Regions from separate parts of the Capra hircus genome. Here region 2 is linked to region 1. A link is a contact called in public Hi-C data. All regions are on one chromosome and are shown on one strand. Each heading gives the region's core, a stretch centred on a gene start, on an enhancer-like site or on the middle of the called end of the contact. The rest is flanking DNA. Distances are from core to core; before and after follow the strand shown. Region 1 holds the start of GRB2 (growth factor receptor-bound protein 2). Region 2 overlaps GRB2 (growth factor receptor-bound protein 2).

Region 1 (4,561 bases), core at 2,042-4,541:
GAACGGCAACTCTTCCCTCACTTCCTCCTCCTCTCTGCTCAGCAACTAAGTCCTTCCCTTTAATTTCTATTTTTTTCCCCTGACACCATGCTAGAACCGTTTCAAAGTTGGGGGGCAAAATGGGTTTTACAACAAGACAGATCTAGGTTCCAATCTCAGATCTACTATATTTGGGTTTCCTTGGGTGAATTTCTAATCTCTTTAAGCCTCAAATTCCCAGTTTGTGAAATGGGGATATTATACACAGTAGAAACACTATGACTTTAGTACAAGTCAGGCGGTAAATAGATACCTCTTATTGTTTTCATGTCAGACATCTCCTGCTTAAAAACCTTCAGAGGTTGTTACTTGTCAGTGAAGCCTAAACTGTGCATCTTGGCCTTGCTTCTCATTCAGCTCAGTTCAGTCGCTCAGTTGTGTCCGACTCTTTGCGACCCCATGAATCACAGCCCGCCAGGCCTCCCTGACCATCACCAACTCCCAGAGTTCACTCAGACTCACGTCCATCGAGTCAGTGATGCCATCCAGCCATCTCATCCTCTGTTGTCCCCTTCTCCTCCTGCCCCCATTCCCTCCCAGCATCAAAGTCTTTTCCAATGAGTCAGCTCTTCGCATGAGGTGGCCAAAGTACTGGAGTTTCAGCTTTAGCATCATTCCTTCCAAAGAAATCCCAGGGCTGATCTCCTTCAGAATGGACTGGTTGGATCTCCTTGCAGTCCAAGGGACTCTCAAGAGTCTTCTCCAACACCACAGTTCAAAAGCATCAATTCTTCGGCGCTCAGCCTTCTTCACAGTCCAACTCTCACATCCATACATGATCACAGGAAAAACCATAGCCTTGACTAGACAGACCTTAGTCGGCAAAGTAATGTCTCTGCTTTTCAATTTGCTATCTAGGTTGGTCATAACTTTTCTTCTAAGGAGTAAGCGTCTTTTAATTTCATGGCTGCAATCACCATCTGCAGTGATTTTGGAGCCCCCCAAAATAAAGTCTGACTGTGTTTCCACATCTATTTCCCATGAAGTGATGGGACCGGATGTCATGATCTTTGTTTTCTGAATGTTGAGCTTTAAGCCAACTTTTTCACTCTCCTCTTTCACTTTCATCAAGAGGCTTTTTAGATCCTCTTCACTTTCTGCCATAAGGGTGGCGTCATCTGCATATCTGAGGTTATTGATATTTCTCCCAGCAATCTTGATTCCAGCTTGTGTTTCTTCCACCCTAGCGTTTCTCATGATGTACTCTGCATAGAAGTTAAACAAGCAGGGTGACAATATACAGCCTTGACGTACTCCTTTTCCTATTCGGAACCAGTCTGTTGTTCCATGTCCAGTTCTAACTGTTGCTTCCTGACCTGCATACGGATTTCTCAAGAGGCAGGTCAGGTGGTCTGGTATTCCCATCTCTTTCAGAATTTTCCACAGTTTATTGTGATCCACACAGTCAAAGGCTTTGGCATAGTCAATAAAGCAGAAATAGATGTTTTTCTGGAACTCTCTTGCTTTTTCCATGATCCAGCGGATGTTGGCAATTTGATCTCTGGTTCCTCTGCCTTTTCTAAAACCAGCTTGAACATCAGGAAGTTCGAGGTTCACGTATTGCTGAAGCCTGGCTTGGAGAATTTTGAGCATTACTTTACTAGCATGTGAGATGAGTGCAATTGTGCAGTAGTTTGAGCATTCTTTTGCATTGCCTTTCTTTGGGATTGGAATGAAAACTGACCTTTTCCAATCCTGTGGCCACTGCTGAGTTTTCCAAATTATCCTCCCCCTAAATCCTAAACTCTGGTCAATCTGAAATATTGGCTGATTTCATCACTCTTTCCTCCTTGCTTTCATGTTGCAATTCAGACACCAAGTCCTCCCTGACTACCAGAGCACCAAGTAACTGGCTCCCTCCTCTGCAGTCCTGTATGTAGTTCAGTGGCCCTCAGGACCAACTGTTTTGCCTTGCAGACTAGGCAACTCTCTTCTAGAAGACAAACTGCTGAAAGCAGAGGCTTTGTCAGGTTCATCTATCACCCTGCATAGTGCCTGGCATGCAGCTGATGCTCAACAAATACTGAGTGAAAGAACAATTTATTCTCATCATTTCAGTGGGCTTGTTTTCTCTATAGGATCAGACTTTAGGTTATTCTCACCTCTAGCTATTTTTTTGGCTTCCTGGAAGCACATTACCATTGGATGCTCTGTTCTCTCCTTTAACTGCAAGGAGCTTTTGGAACTGAAAAAGAAGAGTTACTCCTCCAAGCCTGATCTTCTGCCACTCCCCGGTTATGAACTGAACTCGCTAGCATTGCAGGGAACACGACTCTCACGCCTCCGCTCCTTCGTACGTGCATGCTGGTCTCTTTGCCTGGAATGCCCTTACCTTGGCTTCTCTGGCGAACTCCTACACATCCTGCAAGACCCGGCTCAGTCATCACCTTCTCTGGGAAGGCTTTTCTGAGATGGGCAAAGTAGCAACCCCTCTCTCCCATCTTTTTAGCTTCCTCAGCGTTACTCCAAATAATTCTAACAGTATTTGTGGTATTATTTGTTTCTGTTTCTTTTTCTTCCACGCCTCTAGACCCTGAATTCCTTGAGGGCGAGGATTTCTGTTCATTGTTGTACCTTCTATAGTTAGCACTGTGCTTAGCCTGTATTAAGCACTTGATTCAACGGATGAACGAATAGGTTAATTCATCTCATACTGCAGAGTTTGATGTGAAGTGAAAGTCGCTCAGTCGTGTCTGAATCTTCCATGGAATTCTCCAGGCCAGAATACTGGAGTGAGTAGCTTTTTCCCCTTCTCCAGGAGATCTTCCCAACCCAGGGATCGAACCCTGGTCTCCCGCATTCCGGGCGGAGTCTTTACCAGCTGAGCCAGCAGCGAAGCTCAAGCATACTGGAGAATCTGTTCGGACCAAATTCTCAAATATTTCAAGACCTGGTCCTCTATTTGGAGTGCTTCAGGCTGGAGATTCCTTCCTCCTCACCTCCCCCCCACCCCTCAATCCCAGCCAAATTGCCTCGGTTTGGTGGAAGGGGAAAGGAAGCGATTAGGACGTGGAGGAGAATCATAGTGAGCGGTAATTTACCCGCTCTGGCACCGAAAGGGTTCCAAAGACCGGGGTGGGTGGAGCCCGGCCGGTGCCACCTGCTGCGGGGCGGCCCGGCGCCTGCGCCCCGGCCCGTCGCCGGTCTACCTGCCGGGGCCTGGCGGGGTGGGGCGCTTGCGCTCTGGGCCTTTTCCGCCGGGGGAAGTCTCGCGGGGGTGGGGCGGGGCGGGGCGGGGCCGCGCGCGCAAGTTCTCGCGGGACCCCGAGGAGGAGCGGAAGCTAGGCGGCTGTGCTGCTTCGGCTACCGGACGGCGGCGGCGGCGGCGACGACGACGACGGGGAGGATTGTGGCGGTAACGGCGGCGGGGACAGGCGCTGCCCTCTGGGAGCCGCAGCGGGGTCGGCAGCTGCTCGCACTGCTGAAGAGGGGCCGGCCGGGCCAGAAGCCGAGCAGCTGCGCCACGGTGAGCGCGGCCGGTGGCGGCGCCGCTGCCTCGGTGCCCCGTCCTCCCCGCTTCGGTAGCGGGAGTTGGCCCGGGGTGGAGGGGTGGCCCGGGCCTGGCGAACCGGGGGCTGCTGGGCCTGGAGGTCGGGAGAGTGGAACCCCCGGGCTCGGAGCTCCACGTTTCCCCTTTTGGGGCGCTTCCTTCCTGGGCACCGTTCCTCCCCTGACCCTGGACAGAGCCCCAGACCGCGGCGCTGGAGGACGGGGTGGGTGGGTTCCTAATTGAATTTCACGCCTTTTCCTTGAGGGTTTTGCGCCGCAGGGGCCCGGGGAGAAGAAGCCCCAGAGCACCGGGCGCTCATTCCGTGAGTCAGTCTGACTCGGCACCGGGAGGCGGGGGGTTCGCGGCGGTTGCGAATGTGGTAATTGATGCTTCTTCAACCTGCTCGGCCACCACGTCACCATCTCCGGGTGTTTGGGGGCCGAATTTTGGGAGAAAACCCACCACTCCTATTAAATCCTGTGAGCGAGGACGTTTGCTACCGGAGCTAGTCGAAGTGGCTTTGTTTCTGTCGCGTTTTGTTTTGTTTTGTGGGGGACTACTCTTTGAAAAATACATTTGTCAAGAAAAATAAGCAGCGGTTCACTGGAATGCCTCGAGGAGAGATGGGAGGGAATCCCTGGTGTTTTTCATTTTGCAGCGCTCTCCGTGTATCTGATGGTAAGCCCTGTGAGTTACAGCTTATTTAGGGAGTTATGTCAAGGTTGGCTTCACGTACAGTAACAGTATAATTTGCAGGGGAGCCCAGGTGCCCTCGAAGTCTGTCTTTGGGTACTGTTGATTCTCGGAAACAGCGAGAAAGACGTGTGAGAGAAATTAGCGTGTCTCCTTGGCTTTCTAGTGCCTCTTTCGCTTCCCTGCTACCCCGTTGTCTCGTTCTATTTCTCTTTCCACTGCGGACACTAAATGCTTACTTGTATAATACAAGTCACTTGCCCCCTCCCCCCCGTTTTTTTCTTATCTACTTCCCTTTCCTCGTTATTGTCCCCTCTCTGGTACAGTTTTTTGAGGTTT
Region 2 (4,633 bases), core at 999-3,498, 60 kb after region 1:
CCAGGGGATCTTCCTGATCCAGGGATTGAACCCGAGTCTCCTGTGTGTGTGTCTTGCATTGGCAAATGAATTCTTTACCACTGAGCCACCTGGAAAGCCCAGATATCACCATTGAAAGAAGTTAGTTATAAATAATGTGAAATCCTAAGGAAGTGTACATAGTATTAAATGTTTTAACTGAGAGTGACAGCTGTTCCTCACGTAGAATCATATCCCTTCTATTATAAGACATCCTTTCTCTTGGTGGAGGTTGTGGGGGTGTTTAGTGAAAATAGGAGCAGACACCAGACTCCCCAACTAATTTTCTATCTTTCAGTCGGGGTACTTATAATAAGGGTGTGTTTACTTTGTAAAAATTCCAATCAGTACTTTGCATCACTACAGCTTTTTTTTTCCAAGTTGAAAATAAAAATTAGTTACTTTCAAGCTGGGAGCAAAAAAATACTTCCTCTGTATCTGTATCACCGTGCACCATAAGGGGAAGGTCTAAACACACACACACACCTACCTGCCAGCAATCACTGCCTCTGGGGAGTTTGGGAGAAAAGTCTTGCTTTTTATTTTTATTTCACGCACATCTAAGCTACTTTAATTTAGATCCATTACTTATACCTTAAAAAAGGAAGACAGAAAGGAAAATGCCTGCCTGGTGGGAAGATGGCTGGCAGTCTATGAAGAAAGAGTTAAGCTTCACTCCGCCTGCCTCTTAGCCCAAGGACTGCCGAGGGCATGTGCGCTGCCTACCCAAGAGCACAGACCAAACCAGAAAGTACCTACAAGGGCGCAGCACTGGGAGCTGTCCTTTCCTGGCTGGCCGTCATTCTGCTGTTTGGCTGCCTGATTTCTCTGGTGTGGCCTTCCTTCCAGGCACTGGAGGACTCACCCTCGAGTTCTTTGTAGGCACAGGAAGATAGGAGGTACCAGCTCTCCAGCAGCTTGGCAGTGCGTTGCCTCCAATGAGGTAGACACAGGGCTGCAGATTTCTGGCCTGTTTAAAGTCACTAGTGGCAGCTTCTGAATGCACCCTTCCCAGCAGCCCCCATCGTTCTCTTTGAATTTTAGCAGAGTGTATTATTTCAGATTGAAGGCACAAGGAGAAGAGGACGGCAGAGGATGAGGTGGTTAAATAGCATCGCCAGCTCAATGGACATGAACTTGAGCAGACTCCGGCAGATAGTGGCAGACAAGGAAGCCTGGCGTGCTGTAGTCCATGGGGTTGCACAGTCAGGCGTGACTTAGCGACTGAACAGTAATGACAGTTATTTCAGAGACATCTTGCATGCAATCGCTTATAAGTAAGATAGATATACGTTAGATGGATAACTTTAAAGGACCCTTCGCTGCCTGTGTTATTCTAGCTTGCACATTTAATGCATGTTAGTCAGATGAAGCGAATAGGTCCTTATCAGCTACAAGTGGTGTCAGTTGCTTTTTTTTAAATAACAACAGTAAAGACAGCTCTGCAGAGAGAACCCTGTTTTCACAGTCATCTGTCCTAATTCGTTGTGGCTTTCCTGTGAGAAGTGAGGCGCCTGTGACCTGAAGCTGTTTCAGAGATTTCTTCTCTTCCTCCTGCCCGCCCCAGCCACTCCTGCCCTTTTCCATGACTTCACCCACTTTTTCTTGTGACCCCAGTGAATCAGCACTGGGAGAGGAGACTGTAACTTGCTCCAAATGCAACGAGCTAGCTCTGTACCGGGTAGACCATAGCATTCCTGGTGGTTCCTGAAAACCAACCTCTGAGCCGTGACAGCAGAAAGAGGCCTTGAAAGGAGCATCAGCCACAGCTGCCTGCCGGGGCTGCTCCCTCCCAGCCCGAGCCTCTCCCCTTGGTACCCTTAGAAGTGGCCCAGCTTCTGGGCCTCCCAGCTTTCCTGCCCCGCCTTCTCTTCATCCCACTGTAGAGGCTGCAGGAAGGCCTGTCTCACCTTAAGTGGTTCATTCTATGCTCCAATCAATAGATCTGGGCTTTCCCCCGGTGCCTTGCTGATGAGTCAGCCAGGGGCCCACTGCACTTTGGCTCAGGAGGCCCATCTTTAAGTGTCTTCCTCTGTAGAGAGTGGCCCACGATCATGTCTTATGAGTCACTTTCTGGAGAGTGGGGAAGGGAGGAGACAGTACCCCTCGCAAGCCGGGATGGGCGTGTGCTGACAGGAGGGCTGAGAGGGAGGCCCTTCCCCTGGCGAGGAGTGTGCTGTTACGTTTGGGAGGCTGGACATCCCGTTTCTTTGTGGGGAAGCAGATGTTGACTGGCTTGCCTTCCTTCCTTAGGTGGTTTTTTGGCAAAATCCCCAGAGCCAAAGCAGAAGAAATGCTCAGCAAACAGCGGCATGATGGGGCCTTTCTTATCCGAGAGAGCGAGAGTGCTCCTGGGGATTTCTCCCTCTCCGTCAAGTAAGTATTTCCTGCTCTGACTGCCTGGAATCCTGTCTCCAGCTGATGGACATTGTGAAGCCAGGGGCCAGGTGTCTGGCTCCACACACTGAAGGTGGCAACCTAGGAGAGGTTTCGTCTAAACAGCCTGTTTTAAATCGGAAAACTGTATATTAAAATCCTCATCTCTGGCTCCTCTTAAAAGTTGTCTCTCGCAGCACTAGATTTAGGTGCCCGTGTGGAGTACTCCTGCCTGGAAAATCCCATGGGCAGAGGAGCCTGGTGGGCTGCAGTCCATGGGGTCGCAAAGAGTCGGACATGACTGAGCGACTTCACTTTCACTTTTCACTTTCATGCATTGGAGAAGGCAGTGGCAACCCACTCCATTGTTCTTGCCTGGAGAATCCCAGGGACGGGGGAGCCTGGTGGGCTGCCGTCTATGGGGTTGCACAGAGTCGGACACAACTGAAGCGACTTAGCAGCAGCAGTGGCCGAGCAGCTGAGCGTCAGAGAGGAAGCACTTGTTACTGCTCCCTGTCCCCATCAGCCCGCAGTGCTCCCCGCCACCCTCTCTGACAGCAGCTGGTCATCAGGTCAGCTGCCTCGTGCACCTTTTCCAGGTGTCCAGCCAAAGGCTGCCAGCATCAGCAAAAGTCGACCACAGGAGTTTGGGGGCTTTTTGCTTTTCCCAGGGGTAAATTTAAATGTGGAAGGGAGCTGATAGGCAGTGGGGAAAGGCAGGGAGTCATACCACTGTGGGGATCATGGAGAATATAAACTGGAACTTTGAGAATTCTAAGCTAATCACTCCCCACCCACGACACAAGGGTTTTGACTCCAGTTGTCCTTTCCATATGTGTTTTGACTCTGTCCATTTCTAGTTCACATACAGGAAACCTGCCCTGACCCCACCCCCACCCCAGAAATCTTACTGATGACCTCATCGTTTATGTGATGAGGGGCTGATTAAATTAAAACTCAGGTCACTTTAATATACATTAAAAATGAAGACTGTAAAACAGTTTATTTGCCATTTACGAATGATATCAAGATTTTTCAGTTTCAGAAATCAACTCAATATCTTGTTTCATTTTAGGACCAAATGTGCGGTTAAAGTGTTGGGGGTTTTTTTTACTGTAGGTTTAAATCGAAAAATTTTTGTGTTCCTTTTCTCTGTGAAGATGTGGGAGGTGGTTTCAGGTAACGTTTTCAGTATTCTCAGCTACATTTCCAGTATAGTTTGGTTTTAGTCCCATCATGAAAAAAATCAAGCCCTCTAATGATCAGCTTTCCTCTTCTAGCAGTGGCTTTTCTTTTTTCTTCTTATAGGCTTTACTTTTCTAAAGAGCAGAGTTTATGTTCACTGCAAAGTTGAGTGGAAGGTGCAGAGGCTTCCCGTGTGCCCCTCACTCCCACACGCGCAGAACAGTGGCTTTCTGACGCGCCTGACTACACGCATGCAAACGAGCATCTGGTGGGCGAGAAGCACCTTGAGCTGGCAGGGTTTTTATGCTTCTTATTAACTTGCGTTTCCTTCTCTTCCTTACGCCTTACACAGACCCAAGGATAAACCCAACTGTGGAAGACGAGGTACAGGCAGTTAATCCTTGACTGGTGCCCACAAGCCCCTGGCTGTTCACGTTTGGTTGTCTGATGACCGTGATCCCTGCCCATACTCGCCAGGTGGCTGCTGGAAAGCTCCCTTTTTTATCAAATAAAATCTTTAAAGAGCTCATGTTTTCCTTGCTTTAGAAATAAAATTTGAAACAGGTGTCGTAACCACCTCTTAATAACACAAGCTCCTGAGCCAAGGAGGTTCAAGAATCCATAGCCTCAAGTTTTCAAGGTGTTGGGCATCTGTGGTGGAAAGACTGCTGTCGTTAACAGCTCACCCCATCAGGGACCCTGTACCCCTTTCAGAAGCCACGTGCTATGCACAGCAGTAGAGGGCTTCCCTGAGCCCAGAAGTGCCATTTAAATATGTCCTTCTTCAGTAAAGCTTTCTTGCTCATCCACCTTTTTTCTCATGAACTAGCAGTGCAGTTTCTAAGCTCTTTGCGCCTGTACTGTGACTGCCTTCAAGCTCAGTGCTGCCACCTGCTGGGCTGGTTTTAAGAAGTAGTTTCACTTTAACATGGATGATGGGAGGACGAGGCTCCCATTTGTTCATTTAACAGATGTTCATAGAGCATCTTTGGATGCCAGTGGGGACCTTGAGGACTCAGCAGAGAGCAGGACAGGTGGGCCCTTGCTTGAGCTG

What was found. Hi-C and Micro-C count contacts between places; a contact is called where the count stands out from the background.
Region 2: a contact with region 1 is called in a Hi-C map of blood, with 4 times the contacts expected there. The contact joins the enhancer-like site here to the promoter of GRB2 in region 1. A contact is called at or near these places in 4 of 5 Hi-C or Micro-C datasets (blood and liver).

Annotation. Positions count from the first base shown.
Region 1 is chr19:55,339,855-55,344,415 of ARS1.2, forward strand. It overlaps GRB2 (growth factor receptor-bound protein 2), which reads left to right and starts at 3,292. Exons shown (of 6, transcript XM_018063823.1): 1 at 3,292-3,505. It also overlaps the pseudogene LOC102174336.
Region 2 is chr19:55,400,918-55,405,550 of ARS1.2, forward strand. It overlaps GRB2 (growth factor receptor-bound protein 2), which reads left to right. Exons shown (of 6, transcript XM_018063823.1): 4 at 2,272-2,394. Among named protein-coding and RNA genes, the nearest start is that of SLC25A19, 30 kb to the right of the region's middle. Within about 2 kb of position 2,249, at least 3 of the 5 cell types and tissues checked have an H3K27ac peak or open chromatin away from gene starts, as enhancers often do.